Linked DNA regions of Zea mays: region 2 is linked to region 1. A link is a contact called in public Hi-C data. All regions are on one chromosome and are shown on one strand. The core of a region is the stretch at or near the end of the contact, and the rest is flanking DNA. Distances in the headings are between cores, read along the strand shown.

Region 1 (7,099 bases), core at 2,556-5,055:
ATTCCTTGCCCTGGTGGATTTCTTTTATGTTTTAACAAAGAAAAAAGATGCTTGCAAAAATAATTTGGCTTTTATTCTATTGCAACTGATCTGTTCATCAGATCAGTACTCATATTTGGAATATGAATACCAGAGGATCTATTCATGTTTTTCTAATTTCTAGTATGGTCGATTAATTATTATTTCCTCCATTCCAAATGTTAGGTCACTTTAGCTGTGTTGAGTCGAACTTCTCTAACTTTGACCACATTTATAATGGAATGCACCAATATCTACAACATTGAATTCTTCATGAATTATGTCCTGATATAGCATTTATTTGAACATGTAGATGCCAATATATTTTTTATAGACTTGGTCAAAGTTAGAGAAGTTTTAACTTCGAAAAGATAAAGTGAACTATAATTTGGAACAGAGTAGCAGATTGTTAGTTTGACTGATAGAGAAATGGCCTAGTGTTCTGCCTCAGTGAGGTGTACTGTGATCAATTATATGAACCTAGTGATTTTGCCAGCCTTTTCTGGAGCAGCAGGTTTGCAGCTTTTCATTGTGCTTGGTGGTAACCGGCAATTATTAGGGTCACCAACTCCTACATTGCTAGGATGGGATCAAACTGCTGAAAGATCATATGCTACTGCTCACCATTTGCATGCTGCTGTTGCGGAGCTGCTATTTGGTGTAAATAATTTAAATGTTTAGTCAATTGGTAACACTTCGGTTCATCTCTGCTACATGTCCTTTGCGTGCCTAGTTAGCTAGGTACTTTTGCTGTGTCCTTTGTCGTACTTGGCATAAAGAGTTCCCTGTAACTGTAATTACCTTTTATGCTTGTCATGAAAAGCGAACTGATAATTGATGCTTTGTTCTTGCTGAGTTGTTTGTGGGGCCTTCCATGTAATTTTTTTTATCAAACATTGTTATTGATCATTTATATTCAACTTGCATATAGTTCCAGTCTTTGGATGCATTTGCTTCAGCCCATTATTAATGTCTGAGAAAACCCCTTAGATGTCATCAAAAGGAGATTGGGGTAGACAGAGAGGATGTTTCTCGAAGGTATATTTCTTGTAAGGCTTTGACTTGCACTTCAGCATAAACTTGTAGTCGTCTGTACTTGTTAATGTTGAATTGCACTTTGTATACTTCAAGGTCATACTTGATTTCATCATACGGCATAATAGCAATCACAGTTCCAAATGTATTCTCCAGGGTTCAGTTTGGTGTGGTGTGCTGATGATTGTTCCTGCTGTTGATGTTTGGATGAATTGCTCAAGTGGCTGACAGCCGAGATGTGGATATGGCAAATGCTGATCATCATGGCAGATAGAGACAGATACCTCTTCTTTTTCGAGGACTTTAATTTTTGGCATTTTCCTTTTAAATGCACACCCATCATTATCTGGAATAAATTCCTGCATTAGGAGCCAGTATAAGGTTCTGAACACACCTGATTGCTTTCAATGCCATGCCACAGTGAATTAAATGTTCTCAAAATTTTATCAAGCAAATACCATTGTGTCGTTTCTACTATGTTCATCTTTTAGGAATAATCATACAATACTGGTACCTTACAAGCTCATCACAATCTAAATTGATAGAACAAACTGCTGAAACTATCTCTGCATAAAAAAGAAGTTTTTGACCTGCACATCATCTCTTTGCTGTTGATGCAAGATATTGACAGGAAGACTTTAGAAATTTTATTTCAGGTAAAGAAGATCTAGGAAGGAAGCAAATCTTATGGCTTCTAAGCCAACTGTAGTTGATTGCATTTTCTTCACATATCATTGATAAAAGCATGTAGCCTTGACTGATAGAATGGAAAGGAGGTGAGCCCCTGTGTGCCCATCACAAGATGCCAGCTATCTGATCAACTAGGTGAACGGTGGTCACACATAGCCAGATTTTAGGAGCACCATGTCCAGCTGGTAGTGGGGCACAACAGTGAGGAGCATGACACACATATGCCCACACCAAGCAAACTTGCTACATTAGTCCCGGCAGATGCATTCACCATTGGAACATATTCTGTTGTCACGTTGCCTTTTCAAGGAGTTCTTTTATTCTGCAATATATTTGCAAATTGATTTAGTTGTCGTGTGTACCCACATTACCCTGCAGTTTCTGCCTTTTTATTCTGCATTCACCATTGCTGTCCTACCCCCACCCCACCCCCAGCGGAACTTTTGTGTTCCTACTTTATGCCGTTCTTGTAAATTGTAAACATTTCTAAAGCCTTTCTATATTGATACAGGCTGGGCAGAAATCCTGGCGGCAGTGTGGGGAGAAAAGATGTGCAAGTGGAGTGGAGAGGTCCAACAAGGTAGAATGGACTAAGGGAGGAATTCTTCTCTTGGAGTGGGGGTTAAAGTGGCTTATCTTAACATGCATCCGATCCTCTCTCTCTGGGGTTTGTGATAACAAGATTCAAAGGATGATGCCTCGTCAATAGGGTTCCTGTTTTTCTCCTTATCATCCATGAAACCTTGCCCCCACCCACCCACCCAAAAAAAAAAAATGGAAGGCTCTCTTGTGGGGTTGCTAAATAATTTGGTTTGGTGTTCTGGTCTGTTTTCGGCTAGACACATTGATGTCATAATCGAAACGCACATGAAGGCTGGCAGCAGCTTGTGATCTGAATCCAAGTCCATTGTTCACTTTGTGGCCCCGGAAGAGCCAGAATGAAAACTTGACTGTGCATGCACATACATGTAGCGGGTAAAACCTCCCTTGTCGTGACCTGTGTGAGTTTTGCCATATGACTTGCAAACAGTAAAATGATTGTGCATATGCTGGACCATGATTCATATATATGGCAAGAGGATGAAAAATCATTCGCTTGCAGAAATGGACCAACATATGGCCCTGAGAGAGATTAACCTGTTTCGGTTTTATTGTGCACTCACCGAAGGTCATTTGCATCCCGACAAACGTGTGGTAATGTTGAGGCTCCTCTTTCTGCCTCTCTGACACAACGCGTAGATGATGGTTTGCCAGGATCATGTTGTCTGCATGGGAGAGAAAAAAGAGTGTTCATGTAGCCTGATGCCGTGTTAATATTTACAGTTTTCATGTTTGACATTTATTTGCACGTGTACGGTACCTTCTCTTTCTCAAGAAATTCAAGTACCATCCATCAGACGACTGTGGCCTGGCCGTTCTCAGCAAGCTAGCGTACGTGTGGTCTAACAATACCCGATGGAAGAAGTTGCTCCCGTGTCGGCATGGAACCAACAAGGCTGGGCGGGGCCCCATCCTCTTCTTGCGTCGATCCGTAACATGTAGCAGAAGATGGTTGTAACAGGAATGTGTAGCTAGCAGAGCTTGCAGCTGCCGAAGGCGGTAACAGGAATGTCATGTCGCACGTACAGGGAGAGGGTACTTGGGAGCGCACCGCTGTAGTAGTGTGTGTGCAATGCATCAGCGCATGTGATGGGTCGCTGGTGCTGCGTGCCTGGCTGACGAGACACGGACGCCTCCACGCACCCCTCAGCCTGCGCACGTACGTACGGGTGCACCAACTCTGAGCAGCAGAGCGAGCTGCAGCGATCGATGGAGCGTCCGTCCGTCCCCGGCGGACCGGAGGCCGGAGCCAATCAGCGGCCGAAACGACGCCGCCGTCGGCGCGCGCGCCCACGAGGCCAACCAACCAGCCGCTCTCGGCTGCGTCCGTCGACGCGGACGTGACACGGGCGGGGGGCGTCCTGCCTGCCCCGCGAGAGACAGCGCGATAATGCCGCGGTACCACTACGTACCACGGGGCCGGGGAATACCCCTGGCCGGAGTAGGCGCCAGCCGCCAGCTACGAGGAGCTACTCCTCACTCAGTCGTCCTGACCTGCTTCCTAGCTATACGTAGAGCACGTACCACACAGATCTCGTGCGTCCATTCATAGGGGCTAGCTAGCTATAGCCGAGACTGTGCCCATGCAATGCATGCCGCCACGTGCGGCGCCCGCGAGTGAGAGGCCGGGATCTCATGTCAAGCGTAGAGTTCGCACGAAGAACTCTACTATAGTACGTGCTAGCTAGCTTGCGCACTGTGCCTGTGCGCGCGCGCGGGGGCAGCCTTAGCTTTACATAGGAGCAAGTACATACACGTCGGTCGCGCGTCCAGCTTACTGTGTACCCCTCGATTGACCGATGATCGATCGACTGACTGCTCGACTCGAGCGACCGATCAATCGATCTGTCCGTCTTCAGTGATCGAGTCACAGGACTGACTGTGGCCGGTGCATGGTCGCGTACATGGATCTATCTTCCATCCATCCATCAGTACGCACGTACGTACACGTACTAGCTCCGACACCACATGGGCGGGCACGCATCCTCTCAGAGCACGCACTATACCACCGTGGATGCATGTGTATATGCTTGTGCATGTGCAAGGGGAAGTAGTACCCGGCCCCGTGGCCGTGCAGGGTCGAGGCCGACGTGTCGGACGCCAAAGAGTGGATCGCAAAGGGCGTTGCATGCTCGGCCGGAAGCAGCAGCGCACGGGCGCAGACTGTCTCCCGATGCCCTGCAAGGCCCGGCACCCGGGCAGCCTATTAATTGCGGCGTAATGGCCGGCTTTGGCGTGTGTTGCTGTGCGCCGTATGTGCCGTGCCCGTGCATGATGGAACGCCGTACGTACGTGCGTGCATGCGCGGCCACACCAGATTACGTACGGAGCTAGCGAGCGAAGAATCCGACCTGATTTTTTACTTTTTGTTGCACACTACCTGCAATGTATTACTTATTAGCTAGCCGTGCGCATGCAATGTATGAGGAGGTAATGTTTGTGTGTTCCCCGAGAGGGCAGTTGCTCCCTCCATGCTAGCAAGTTGTCGATTCTGTTCGCATTATTTACTCATCCTCTCTACTGTCTCATCAACTGTGCATGGCGGTGTGGCATAGTCGTCCATGCATCATCAATCACCATGCATGCATGTGGTACCGCGCGCGGACGATGGGTAGGCAGTTAAATGGCAAAGTGCCCGGTCCCCCGGGCTCGATCGAGTCATTGCACATGGACTTTGTGTCCACTTGATTGAAGCTTTCTTGTCTCATCCCTCGCGCCCCCCTCGTGACCTTGAGATGGGCACCGTCAACATACATTTGCATCCACAGCCCACGGGAATTGGTAGCCTATTAGATCCTCCTATACCTATACCATGAGATACTGATGTTGATACCTTGCTTTCATAGTGGTATATGTATATCACTACCGGAATCGAGCGCTTTGCCGAGTGACTGAAGCACTCGGCAAAGCCTACAAAACACTCAGTAAAGCTTTTGCCGAGTGTGATACAACATCCTAACCCTTAAAATGTTCTTTCGTTTGGCACGTATATGGGAGATAATACACTTGCACTACCGGAAACGGGCGCTTTGCTGAGTGCCCGAAGCACTCGGCAAAGCCCCAAAAACACTCGGCAAAGAAGGCTCGGCAAACAGTACATCGGCAAAGCTTTCTTTGCCGAGTACTTTTTCTCGGGCACTCGGCAAAGAAAAGTGGTCATTACGGCGACGAGGTAACGGAGACGGCTTCTTTGCCGAGTGTCAAGGACGACACTCGGCAAAGGCTGCACCTTTGCCGAGTGTCTTCCCAGAAGCACTCGGCAAAGAATACATCTTTGCCGAGTGCCCTCTGGGATACTCGGCAAAGAGCCCGCCAGGGAGGGTCCCCATGTCAGGCTCTTTCCCGAGTGCTCTATGTGGCACTCGGCAAAGCCTGCCTCTTTGCCGAGTGCCAGCGACATAACACTCGGCAAAGTACCTAAACCGGTGCCTAGGTTTTGGCTCTTTGCCGAGTGTTATGACCCTGACACTCGGCAAAGCCCCTCTTTGCCGAGTGTTACACTCGGCAAAGTGACCAGTATATACCTTTTTTATTTGTTTTTTTGTATTCCATCAACACAAACAGAAGATATCACATATATACATCACAGATATCATCACAGACATAAATAGCCAACACAAACATAAAACCGTCACCACAAACATAAATATCCATCACAAACATAAGTGTTCAACACAAGTATCAAACACAAACATAAGTCTCAAACGTCGCAAGCTCTCACATAAGTATCAAACACAGACATAAGTATTATACACAAGTACTGAAGTCTAAAACAATGAAAACACAACACTCATGGAGGTGGACGGCTTGACCGGGGCTGCGTTGGGCTGAACCCTTCCGGAGGGTTGTTGGATGCCGCCCCAGATTGGCCCTGCACAGAGAAGAGATTGCATGTGTTATACCAGATGCATTACAAACATCTAACTACAATTTTGATACTCACAGGAGTGTGGAAGAGAGCAGGGTCAACTGGAGGGAACAATGGAGGTGGCGGAGCGATGCCCTGTGCGGCGCCAAGGCTCTGCATGTACTGGAACATCTCCGCCATCCTCTGATGATCTGCCCGGCGCTCCGCCTCCCGCTCCGCTATCATCCTCGCCTCCATCTCGTGACGTTCCCTCCTCTCTTCTTCTAGTTGGTTCTGTAATATTACAAGCCAACGTTATAGTAACTCAAAGAGTAGGTATATAACTCAAGGAAGGACGAGTTACAGAAGCACTAACCTCGAGTTGCTGTATGCGATGTTGTGAGCTGTCGTGCCGAGGTCGTATGGCTGGACTCGAGCCCGTGCTCCTTGCTCTCACCTGAGACAGAGTGGGAGTGGAGGACGAGTCGATTGTGAAAGGGAATTAGGCTTACACCTATTTCCTAAATGATTTTGGTGGTTGAATTGCCCAACACAAATAATTGGACTAACTAGTTTGCTCTAGTCTATAAGTTATACAAGTGCCAAAGGTTCACACTAAGCCAATAAAGAGACCAAGAAAAGGGTTCAACCAAAGAGAGCAAGGGATAACCGAAGGCACCCTGGTCTAGCGCACCGGACTGTCCGGTGCACCACCGGACAGTGTCCGGTGCACCAGGGAACTCCAAGCCAAACTCTTCACCTTCGAGAATTTTCAGAGACGCTTCGCTATAATTCATCGGACTTGTCCGATGCACACCGGACAGTGTCCGGTGCTCCAGAGGAGAGTGACTCTGAACTCGCCAGCTTCGGATTCCCGCTCCGCTATAATTCACCGGACATGTCCGGTGC
Region 2 (7,099 bases), core at 2,178-4,677, 440 kb after region 1:
AGGAACATTTCAAGAAGACAATTCCCGAGATGGAAGCACCAATAGATGCATCCAAAAAAGTCTTCTTTGTTAAGATGAGAAAGAAAAAGAAACATTATATCTCCAACTATGAGAGCATGATGAGTAAAGAACATAAAAATTGTCCGAAGAAAAACTTGCCATCACAAGAGCTCGCTTGGACATACTAGCATGGAAAGCCTCTAGTATAGCTAGAATTGGCAAAAAAATGATAACACAAATGTGTAGATTGCATGACTAGGACATGAAGGAGCCGTCCACTTATAGGACTTTGATTTGGTCTGCTTAAAAAAGATTGTGACTTCTATAGTGGCCTTAACAAGGTGTGGCTACATTTTAAATATATATTTGAGATATACCAGCGGAATCCGATAGACATCTCTCTCCTTTGTTGTTGGGTTCTATAAGTGCTTACTATATCTCTTGTATACGATTGAATAATATATATATGTATATATATATATATATATTCAATGCTATTAGGCATTCTTTTACACCTACTTTGTTTCATCAAGGATGAAGATCCAGAGATACCATAAAGAAGGGTTTTTCAATATTGGCTTCATTTGCCCTATGGTTATTAACCAAAAACAATTAAGGACTTCCATGTGGACGTTCTAAAAATATTGGTCAAGTTTTTTCAGAAGAAACATTATATACAATACATACTTATTCCTTACAAATTTAAGTTAACGTGCAATACCTTTTCGTAGCTCATATGTTTTCATAACTATATGTATAGTCTAATTTGATTTCCCTATTTATAACATTTTTATAGCTTTCACCAGATACTTCTGGTGTTCTCAATGGATGAAGGCATTATATGTATATATATGTTTGACTACATGAGAAAGCCAACCATATAGTTATAAGAAATAGTGAACCTTCTTGATGAGTCATTCTTACCATTCAAACTTAACTCTCTAAACCTTTAAATAATTGAATCGTGCACGTACCAAGGATTAATCATTTTCGTTATATAGGGCATGGAGTTGGCTATGCAAGAAGCAACCCGATCTAAAGGAAATTCATATGCTTAGGCCGAACTTTCATGTATGTATGAAGCTTGCACGTATCGCAAGTTATTTATCAATGATAATCCATAACCTTTTCCCAATTTTAGTGTTTGACACAGGAAAAGCGGATCAACCTTTGTGGATGCTACATATGTAAATTCCTTCATACCTTCGTGGGTAACGAGTTAGTGACAAAAGGTATCAAGGTACACCAACAATTCTGTAGCATTAATGTTGATTTGATGATAATAAAATACCTCGACTTTAATATAGTAATACTTTTTTATTAATGCTATTAGCAAATCACAGTTGATGAAGATGAATGAAGAACCACTCTCTCTGAAAAGATCCAAGGAATTTAAGAATAACTTATAGGTTCATATATAATTAGATCGTATAAAAAATAAAGAGTTCTATTATGATGGACGAAATCTCCTGGTCTCATTAGATGACGAAGAATATAGAAATAAAGATACCTTCAGTAGTTAGATGATTTTATAGTAGTTGCTTGTATATTTGTATATATTAATATTAATATTCATTTTAATATACACATATTACTATTGTTATTCATTTTGTATACACATATAAATCAATATATATACATATAATAAAATGTCACTTGACACTTTGATTCTTGGCTCAAATCGGTACTAAAAAATCTATTATTTAGTATCGGTTAAAGCCAAAAAACAATACTAAAGTAGGACCTTTTAGTATCGGTTTTAGTCAAGAACGGATACTAAAGGCTAGATTGATATCCTTAATTAGTCTCGATGATCTTCGGTACTATATTCGGGTTGAGAATTTGGTATTGTATCCGGTTCCCAACCAATAGCATGCGCCCACTTTTTTTCCCTGCTGAACGCTCATAGTAGTCATAAACTCTGCTGGAGCAGCAGCATTTATTTGGTCCAAGTCGATCGAAGCTGAGCTGAACCAGGCCCAACCCACGAGGTCCAATCTGCCATGACGGAGTTGAGAAGTTGAGAATTCATCAGGCAACGCGATGGTCTTGGGGCCTGGTCCACCTGCTGCTGGACCAAGGAATTAACTCCCGCCTCAAACCAAAGATCGCTAGACTAGAGACGGTGCCCGATGGTGGATCGGCGAGCTCGATCAGGAGAAAATGACAAGAGCAGGAGACGGAGACGCTGACCTGAGTTAAGTACGTGATCGTCGTGCGTGCACATACATGCATGGATGCGACGAGCTTTGACACACGGACCGGTGTTTCTTGTCTCTAGATTAGCAACCGGAATTCTTAATGGATCCGTCGACGATCCCCCGGCATCGGTAACCTGGGGTTCTGGGGCTTGGCGACTGCGTACCGGAAGCGTCCAAACGAAGCTCCCCGGGAGACGAGGGAGGAAGGCGCTCGAGACGACGGCGGTGATGCCGTAGTGGTCAGCTGCTGGAGCCCTGCGCGCAGTTGTGTGGTTGTGGAGCAGTATCAGGAAGGTATTCAAGGCGCGTTGACATCGACGAATTCAACGCGAGAGAGGGTCATCAATATCAGGGTCGAGGAACAGACCGCTAATGTGTAGTGTTGTAATTCACTAGGCGCCTTACTGCGCCCGCATACCTACTCTCACACTCCCACGTGAGCCTGATCGGCCAGGTACGACCATTTCTAGCGTATGTGTAGATATAGATAAATGACATCAGAATAACTTATTTTTTATCTACTCATGCAGTCACTATTCCTTGCGTATACCTAATCAAATAGACGCTCTGTCAAAGTCAACGTACGCGATGATTCAAGATGGGACGGTGAAATAGTAGATTCACAGATCGCGTCGCAAACTGACGAGAGCCGTGTACTATGCATACAGTACACCGAGCGACTATCTGTGCCCGCTGTCAGATGTGGCTTACGTACAAGACAAATGAACCAATTCGATTGCTCAATCAGCAAAACGGAGGCTACTGCAGCGAGCACAGTACCGGCAGAAGGTCCACACTCCACAGCACGATACGCGGCCAGGCCCGTGCAATATGTCGGCCCGGTCCCTACGCGACGACGAGGCACGAAATGAGGCAAGATGGGCTGCTTATTAAATCGCCAGGACCACGCGTCGAAGATCTAGAATCTAGACGTGCACGATGCACCTTATTTTACACTCAGCAACCAAGAGCCGCGCCGCTGTGCTGCTGATCCATGCAGGGTATCTGCGTCCAGAAATGCAAGAATACTCACACACAGCCACACAGGCGAGGTCGCGATAGGATTCCAAAGTCACCCAGCTGAATGGCGTTTCACAAAACCATCCGTACGCACTCGCTGGAAGGACAAGCTGGGAAAAGCGGCCGACGCCGCGTTGGGCCGCTCCATCAGGCCCGCCCGAGTGCCCGCCCCAGCCCCACGCCGCCGCGAGAACCGGGCACCGTGCGACACTGCAACAACACATCATCATTTCCTTCTCCACGGGCGGCTCCCTTCCATTCCGTTCCTCTTCCCTCCTCACCTCGTTCGCCGGTCGTGTTCGGGGACAGAGTCTCGCGGTCGCGGGGTTCGGGACCGCATCATGCCCGGGGCCGATCCGCGCGCGACGGCGCGAGTGTTCCGCTGCGCGGGTGGAAATGATTCAGGAGCCCGCTGGCCGCATGCCGGCTGGCGCTGCCTTGGCGATCCTAGAATCCTGGCTCCTCGTGGGTCCTCCTGCCGGAGTTGGCCGAACGCGTGCTCGCGCGCTTTGCGGACGCTTGCGCCGCACTTTACCTTCGTTTTGGCTCCTTGATGTGTGGCTGCTGATATGACGGGCTTTCTTGGATTTTTGTTTGTGACACACGGCTAATCCGGCACACCAGCTACTATAGATAGGAGTATAGTATATTATAGTAGTATACAAGCGTAGAGTTTACACGCAGAGAATCCGAGGCTCACGCTCTCCGCGCTTAACGCACTGTTTTCCGACTTCTGGGCCCCACTCCCCTCAACTGGTGCAGCAGAAAATGCTCCCGTTTCTTCTTGCTCCCGATGCTGCAAAAGCAGGGCTTGCCACTGCCACATGTTTTGCCTGGGGTCACTCTTTGGTCCCCCCATGACTGCGTGGGGCTCTCATTCTCATCGTACATAGGCCCCACACGTCACCGAGGGAGGCGGACTTGGACTTGCTGTGGCTGTGGGTGAAGTGCATGCACCATAAGTACTCCCTCCCGACATTAATCTGTACTTCTGTCATCATAAAAATCATCAACACCATTCGGATACCAAACTTCACACGTTCGGTTCCGGAGGGCATCGCATAAAATCTCGACACAGGTGCGCTGTTTCTATCACATAAAACCCCCAGAATTATCTCAAAATGCGAGATGAGAGCTCAGCTTTAAGCCTCATTTGACAGGGCGTTTATCGTTTCCAAACAGTTTATTGGGAACTTCATTATAGACTCCGGTAAAAAAAGTTGTTTCCCCTCATTTTCAAAAAATAATTGCAAACCAGTGGAACGAAAAAAAAAAACTAAGCTACAAAGTTCTCCTAGTTGGATCGATCTCACATAATCGATTTGACTTGTACATTACCTCTCCACAAATGCCATAAATATTCCTGCGAAAGATATGCTGCTTGTAAATTTTGGTACAACAAAACTGATATCAATGGGTGAAAGCATAGAAGGGATAACACACATGTTCACGACCTAGTGACGCAGAGAGCTCAATCCACTGCTATGGCCGCAACCCCCATGGTTGACCATAAGGCCCCGACACAAAGCTAGGTCCACTCAATAACCAAGGGCCATGGTATCTCCCTGTTGGCACCTTTTTGGAGGCGCCAATTACTCAAGAGAACTAGCGGCGGTGCTCTCTGGTCAGGCGCGGACGGTCCGCGGCACGGAGCCGGACGGTCCGCGACCTGGCGCGAGGCGGCGGTGCTCCCTGGTCAGGCGCGGACGGTCCACGGCCTAGGGCCGGACGGTCCGCGACCTGGTGCAGGTGCTTGGGTCCTCTGCCTGACGGCCGGACGGTCCGCGCGTGCGCAGGGGCGGCGGAAGTCGCCGGTGGCGGCCTGGATCTCGCTCCCGGGAGGGACCCCGTCGGGGAGGAGAGATCCTAGGTTGTGTCTAGGCTCGGGCCGGCCGACCTAGACTCCTCCAATCGGCGTAGAGTCGAAGAGAGGCGAAGAATTTGGGGATTGAGAGGCTAAACCTAAACTAGACTAGAACTACTCCTAGGATAAAATGCGAATAAAAGTTGTATTGATTCGATTGTTGATGATTACAAATCGGCCGTAGACCTCTCTATTTATAGAGGAGGGGGGCTGGACCCTTTACACAACTGATTCCGAGCTAATTCCGCGAATATAGCTAACAACCGTAGCACAAAACTCGGAACCCTAATCTGTTCTGCGCACGCGCGGACCGTCTGGCCCACAGGCGCGGACTGTCCGGACCGCGGACCGTCCGGCCTCAGGGCCGGACCGTCCGCCAGCTCTTTTTTGGTTCAAACATATGCCCCCTGCCTTTTGGTGGAGCTGGGCGAACCAAAAGCAACTAACTCGATGTGATCACATCGGTTCTCTTATGCATCTTGCCACATACTAGGATGGTACTGTTTGAGGAAACGCCCATTCAAAGACTTTGGTAAATCATTGCCTTGTAATGTTTGTAGCAAATAGGTGTTACCAGACATTACCTGTTTTACTTTATAAGGACCCTCCCAGCTTGGCGACCATTTCCCAAACTTCCGGTCTTTATTCCTTAGAGGCAAGATGGTCTTCCACACCAGATCCCCTACTTGAAATGACTTTGCTTTAACCTTCTTATTGTAGGCCCTGGCTACCATAATCTTGTCCTTTTCTATTGCTCCCAAAGCTATCACCCTCTTGTCGGTCACCTCATCAATATTATCCATCATTGAATTATAATAATCAGTGACAGTTAGATCATTTTGTCTGGCGAACCTGACAGCATTCAAACTTATTTCCACAGGCAATACTGCTTCCTGCCCATAAACAAGCTCAAAAGGAGATACTTTAGTAGCACTATGTTTAGATATTCTGTGAGCCCATAAAGCTTCGGACAAAATCTTATGCCAATGTTTAGGATTACCAGATATCTTCTTTTTTATCAAATTAATCAATGTCCTATTACTAGACTCGGCCTGTCCATTGGCCTGAGCATAATATGGAGATGAATTAAGTAGCTTAATTCTGTATAATTCAGCAAATTCACGTACCTCCTTTGACATAAAAGAAGTCCCTTGATCTGTAGTCAAGGTCTGGGGAATGCCGAATCTATGAATAATATGCTCAGTTATGAACTCAATTACCTCCTTGTGTGTCATGTTTTTCAGAGGAACGACTTCAGTCCATTTGGTAAAGTAGTCAGTGGCAACTAACACGAACCGATGCCCCTTTGATGATGAAGGATGAATTTCTCCAATAAAGTCTAATCCCCATCCTCTGAAAGGCCAAGGCTTGATGATAGGATGTAATTCAGCTGCAGGGACCAACTGTAGGTCACCGAATTTTTGACACACTTGGCAACCCTTGTAGTACTTGAAACAATCAGCTATCATGTTAGGCCAATAAAAACCAGACCTTCGCAACAGCCATTTCATCTTTGGAGCCGATTGATGGGTACCACAAATTCCTTCATGCACTTCGGCCATGGCTAATATAGCATCATCTGGGCCCAAGCACTTAAGCAGGACATCATTGACCGTTCGGCGGTAAAGTTCATCACTCATCAAAACATACTTGAAAGCTGTTCGCCGAATGTTCTTATCTGTCCTGATATTGGGATTTCGTAAATAATTAAGTATAGGTGTCCTCCAATCACTTGCATCAGCTTCATTGTTAGCCGAATCAATTAAGAGAACATTTCTGGTAACCCCGGACGGTCCGGCGTCATCACGCGGACGGTCCGCGACCTAGGAATTTGGCTCTGCACTGGTTATCAGATTTTCAGTTTTGTGAAATTTCCCTCTCTTTATCCGATAACCTGATGCATCTTGTGCCAAATCGTTAGCTCTATGATTCTCAACTCTAGAAATATGCCGAATACTGAATTCGTCAAAAGAATGGATTATGCTCCAACATTTCTCAAGGTAACTATTTAGAG

What was found. Hi-C and Micro-C count contacts between places; a contact is called where the count stands out from the background.
Region 2: a Hi-C map of ear shows a contact between it and region 1, with 5 times the contacts expected there. The contact joins two enhancer-like sites. A contact is called at or near these places in 3 of 25 Hi-C or Micro-C datasets (ear, leaf and root tip).

The regions. Positions count from the first base shown.
Region 1 is chr1:29,753,411-29,760,509 of Zm-B73-REFERENCE-NAM-5.0, forward strand. LOC109940843 reads left to right here. Exons shown (of 3, transcript XM_020541177.1): 3 at 1,210-2,856. Among protein-coding and RNA genes, the nearest start is that of LOC109940843, 12 kb to the left of the region's middle. Within about 2 kb of position 3,806, at least 15 of the 20 cell types and tissues checked have an H3K27ac peak or open chromatin away from gene starts, as enhancers often do. A contact at or near this core is called in ear and root tip, where this site is marked.
Region 2 is chr1:30,196,739-30,203,837 of Zm-B73-REFERENCE-NAM-5.0, forward strand. No RefSeq gene overlaps it. Among protein-coding and RNA genes, the nearest start is that of LOC100279272, 40 kb to the right of the region's middle. Within about 2 kb of position 3,428, at least 19 of the 20 cell types and tissues checked have an H3K27ac peak or open chromatin away from gene starts, as enhancers often do. A contact at or near this core is called in ear and root tip, where this site is marked.